Linked DNA regions of Zea mays: region 2 is linked to region 1. Evidence: chromatin contacts called from public Hi-C data. All regions are on one chromosome and are shown on one strand. The core of a region is the stretch at or near the end of the contact, and the rest is flanking DNA. Distances in the headings are between cores, read along the strand shown. Region 1 holds the start of LOC100281124. Region 2 holds the start of LOC103627799 (PHD finger family protein).

What was found. Hi-C and Micro-C count contacts between places; a contact is called where the count stands out from the background.
Region 2: a Hi-C map of ear shows a contact between it and region 1, with 3 times the contacts expected there. The contact joins the promoter of LOC103627799 here to the promoter of LOC100281124 in region 1. A contact is called at or near these places in 2 of 25 Hi-C or Micro-C datasets (ear and leaf).

The regions. Positions count from the first base shown.
Region 1 is chr5:218,694,821-218,697,520 of Zm-B73-REFERENCE-NAM-5.0, forward strand. LOC100281124 reads right to left here and starts at 1,400. Exons shown (of 4, transcript NM_001154043.3): 1 at 1,096-1,400. The coding sequence starts at 1,287.
Region 2 is chr5:218,940,743-218,943,442 of Zm-B73-REFERENCE-NAM-5.0, forward strand. It overlaps LOC103627799 (PHD finger family protein), which reads left to right and starts at 1,263. Exons shown (of 19, transcript XM_008648099.3): 1 at 1,263-2,700. The coding sequence starts at 1,643.

The DNA of each region.
Region 1 (2,700 bases), core at 150-2,649:
GTTTAACTCTGAATATATTTGTAACTGAAAACCATTGTCATTCCTATCTCAAACGAATGTAGGTGCTAACAAAATAGTTGGAATGAGAAACCTTAATCCTAACTAGAGTTGGGAGTTGTATTAATAGACCAAGAGTAGGTGGGCCTGACCCATTACAAAGGGGTATGTGGATCTTTACAAAAGGGCTAACCCCAAAACCCTAACTACCCAACTAGGTCTAACAAAAACATGTATTCAGTACCTAGATGTTGCATTGGTGATGCACATTAAATCTGAACTGAGAAATGAAGTCGGTTTGTAACTAGATATGATGGGGAATGGAATATATAGCAAAGATAAGTCTAGCAACTTTGCCAATTTTTACAAGATCTAAAACTCAGTAAGAGTTTCTTATCATTCACTGTTACCTTAGCCTTTTACCAATGCAATGTTAAAACAGTAGACCTAAATGGTGTTTAGGATATTGAAAGATTTTTAAAAAATTGAGCTGTGAGCTCTCACTGGCTCGCTTCAGTGCCCTAACTTATTTCAATTCGCCCCCTTCTTTGATACTACATCTTATTCCATCACATGGGGACGATTTGATTACGATTCTATTGTTTATGAAACTTTAAAGTAGTTCACTGGAAGAGAAATAGGCAAATCCCATAAAATGCATAGCCTAGGATTCTGTAATTCTATCCCAACTCATGGGTGACATCCTAGGTGGAAACACCATTGCTTAGACAGAAGGAACCAACATGGTATGAGAATCACCTGGGTCATGAACTGATTCATACAAATCTAGTCGAAGCAGCAGGCCAACATTCAGATTCAGATTTTCTACATTTTCCTAATGCTCTGGTGTCACCATATTGCTCGAGTATAACAGTTCTTAGAATGCTCGACTCGAGCATATAGAACCACAATTTCCTCGTTATTTAGTACTCCTATTTACCCCGAATAACAGGTCACAAGACATGAAGAATATACTCTTAACAAAAGTGCCATGGAATTAAACTCTATGGCCCAGACTAATCGCTAATCGGGATGCATATCAAGGCTCGCAGCACTGAATAAGCGGGGGGTGGGGAACAGAATCGCGGGAAGCGATACCTTGACGGCGATGGTGGGGTGCGAATAGGGGTGGGACTCGTACATGATGGAATAGTCGGTGAGCACCACCACGTTAGACTGGATCTCCTCCGACACGCACTTGGTCCCCGACTGTGGCACGTCCAGCCACACCGCCTCAGCATGGAGCGACGCGACGGCGAGCAACACCGCGAGGGCCAGCGCCCCCGCCATCCCGGCCGACGGCCTAGGGATCTCCGCCTCGAGGGATCGGGCAGGAGGGGGAAGGATGCCGGTCAGGTACTCAGGTGGACAGGAGTATGGCGGCGGCAGATGAGACGACGGCTGAGGAAGCCGGGTAGCAGTTTGGAGTACTACTGTACAAGGGGTGCACCGTGCGCGTGACGTGGTCACGTGATGCTGGCCTTGTCGCGATGGGGCATGTGACTCATGTGTGTACGATGAATGGGCCTGCAACGACCTGTCAAGTGTCAATGTATAGAATCAACTCAATTCTCATCACAACGACGAGATAAATAACTTGTTTTACTTGTTCTATATCTAAATAAATTATTTTTTAGAGCTATGTTAAATCAAATATTTTTATATTTAGCTAAATTTATAGAAAAATATAGAGAATAAATATATTATAAAGATATATTTTGGGAAAAGAACTAAAAACCCTTACAAATTAGGGGTCGTCAAATACCCAATTTTTGCCAACCTTCCCACTCCAAGCTAGGGAGATTTTAATCTTATAGTATTTGGCAAACAACTCAGCGCACACATTATTATTTGTTTATGGCTCATATTCTTATTTACGGCTCCCCTACCTTGTTTATGACTCGATTAGGATGTCGTTTGGTTCACAAAATTTTACGTAAATAGTAATGATCGATACTCGGGTGACAACAGTAATATTTGAATAATGTCGGGGACCATAATTAGGGGTACCCTCAAGGCTCCTAAATCTCAGCTGGTAACCCCCATCAGCACAAAGCTGCAAAGGCCTGATGGGTGCGATTAAGTCAAGGATCGGTCCATTCGAGGGACGCGATCACGCCTCGCCCGAGCCCAGCCTCGGGCAAGGGCAGCCGAGGACCCCCTCCAGCAACGGACACACCTTCGGCTCGCCCGAGGCCCAGTCTTCACCAAGAAGCAACCTTGGCCACATCGCCACGCCAACCGACCAAATCGCAGGAAATTTAATGCAAAGGTGGCCTGACACTTTCATCCTGACGCACGCCTTCCAGTCGACAGCCGAAGTGACCACAGTCACTTCGCCGCTCCACTGACCGGTCTGACAAGAGGACAGCGCCGCCTACGCCGCTCCGACTGCTGAGCCACTCGACAGGATGAGACTGACAGCAGCCAAGTCCGGCCCTAGGCACCGTGGGAAACTCCGCCCGACCCCAGGGCTCGGACTCGGGCTCAGCCTCGGAAAACGACGAACTCCGCTTCGCCCGACCCAGGGCTCGGACTCGGGCTCAGCCCCGGAAGACGACGAACTCCGCTTCGCCCGACCCCAGGGCTCGGACTCGGGCTCAGCCCCGGAAGACGACGAACTCCGCTTCGCCCGACCCCAGGGCTCGGACTCGGGCTCAGCCCCGAAGGGCGACGAAGTCCGCCTCGCCCGACCCCAGGGCT
Region 2 (2,700 bases), core at 13-2,512, 250 kb after region 1:
TTAATGTACTATGTTTATGTGTTAAATTGGTCTGTGCAAATATAATTGTGGGTTAAAACTGATGAACATGTATGTAAATTGTGAATTGATGAGTGATGAATTATGCTAATTTGGTGTTACATTAACATGGTTTGTCAAACTATGAGTATAATTACTATTTTCTATTGTTAAATTGGTTTGAAATTAACTAAAAATAATTATTATGTACATATTTTTCTGCTCTTACACACGAGCTAAACGAGTCGAGCCGAGCTGACTCTATGTCTCGTTAGCTTAACGAGCCAAGCCAATGGGCCTGTTTGGTTCAGCTTTTTTCTGACCAGCTTTTCTGAAAATCTGGCTGTGGGGAGAATCTGGCTGTGGGGAGAATCTAAGTATCATTACGATTACGTGTGGAGGAAGATAAAGTTGTTCATAGGGCTCAGGATCTAGAAAGTGACGGATTCCTACTATTACAACGACTCAACCGATTATGTGTTTATGTTGATTTTGGATAGTTTTTGCTCCAACGAATTTTATAGAAGCTGGCTGAAAAGCTGAGCGTTTGGCAGTCCGCATCAGCTTTTGGTAGCCAGAAGCTGCCAAAAGCCGAAACAAACAGGCCCAATGTGACTCGTTAGCTTAATGAGCCAGCTCGAACTCGGACGAGTCGAGCCGAGCTGGCTTGTTATCCAGCCCTACCTCGGAGGAGAGCTCCGCCTCGCCCAAAGATGGCTTCCGACTCAGGAGGAAACTCTGTCTCACCCGAGCACGGTCTCGGCCAACTGCCCTAACAGTAGCACATGCCACCAACTCCCCGCGAATCCCGCAGGAGATCACTCCGGCCATTGTGCTGACCATCCCCTACACGATTGCGTGTCCAGGCACAGGCCCGACAATGGCCTCGAGAGAAATCTCCGCCTCGTCCGAGCATGGCCTCGGTCTAAATAACATCAATAAAATAACGTCCGACGCCACCAACCCTTCCACAAAGGCAACTGAAAGAAACAACATGGCTAGTGTTAAGTCTACTTTACGCCATACGAGATGAATTACCATGCGTTTTTCGCCATACTTTTCACTATTTTAACAACTATGATATCCACAAGACGGACTCAGGTACGCGTCTAGTAGATAGAAGAGATAAATACAGTTCGTAGAGAACTGGGGACGTCAACCGGAACCCGGTCCACTTGTAGAGTTGTACTACAAACGTTTCTCACAGAGAATGAGATCCTGCTTCTTGCTTCACTGAGAAGCGTCAACCGGATGGTGCAGTTAACGTTGCCGTTTTAGCACCGAGCCAGCCAGGCAAGGCAAGTGAGCACGGACTGCACGGTGCAGTTAACTTTACAAAACTGAAGCCGTGACCTGTGATGTGACCTCCCTCCCGGTCCCAGTCCCAGTCCCACCACCAGGGCAGCACGCTCTCCTCCCTCCGGCCTCCGCCCACTGGATCCGAGACCCACGCGCAAAACTCGGGCCGGGAAAAACTCGCCAGGAAAGAGAACGCTCGGAAGGGAAACACAGGCTCGGGCTCGAGACGAAACCCTAACCCTACCTCCGCTTGCCTCGACGTCCCTCCTCGCCGGAGGCCTCCCCCGGAGACGCAGCCTCCGCTGAGGGCTCCGGCGGCGATGCGCCCCTCCCAGTTGGAGGCGTTATGAGCGGGGAAATGGCGCGCGCCGAGGCCTTGCCAGAGGGGGAGGCCCCCGGGTTCGGTGTCGACCTGTATGCGCAAGCCACCAAGGCTGTGTCCCTGCGGACGCCGTTCGAGGGCGATGAGGCGGCGCCCAGGGTTCCCACGCTGCCCGCGCGGCTCGTCAGCTGGGCAGGGCCAGGGGACGCCCGGAAGAAGCACAAGAAGATTCTGCCTCCCCCTCCTGATGATGCTGCTCCGGAGCCTCCACCACAGTCACCTGTAGTCACCCCTGCGAAGGTTGGCTTGTGGGACCAGTTTGAGGCGTATTTCCGTCCCGTAACACTGGCTGACGTCGAAATGTTAAGACCAAAGCTCCCATTTGGCTACAGCAAGGTTGACTCATGTATGCTAGTACCATTTCTGGGCAGTGGCAATGAGTCAACAACCCAAGCTGAGACATATGACGTGGCTGTGGCTGAAACAACCTTGTATTTGGGTGTTGGTGGTGAAGAAGTGGTCACTAATCGGGAGCGCGGCGTGCAAAGTGTGCATCTGGCTAGTCAGAAAGAGAGGAATGATCAAAGCATTGAACATGACATACATGATGTGGTTGTGCAACAGATGGTCAGCGACAAAGAGCTTAATAGGCACAGAGGGGTACAGGGCATACACGAAGTTTCTATTCAGTTGGGAGGGAGATCATCTGGAGTGGATCAAGCTGGGAGCAGTAGTGGCATTGTTTTAGGACAATTTGTCAATGAGGAAGGAACTTCACTTAATTGGCTGCTAGGAGCAACAGGCCGGTTTGTTCTCACTTCAGAGCGACCCAACAAGAAGAGAAAGCTTCTGGGTGTCGATGCTGGGTTAGAGCAGCTTGTTCTGCTTCCACGCGTAGGGGCTGAGGCATCTGCAAGCTGTGATGTTTGTTGTCTTGGAGAAAGTTCCATGGAGTCCAATAGGATAGTTAACTGCAGCAACTGCAAGGTGTCAGTGCACCAGAAGTGTTATGGTTTGCATGCTGTGCCTGATGGGCAATGGTTGTGTGCTTGGTGTACATATCTAGAGTCTACAGGGTGGTC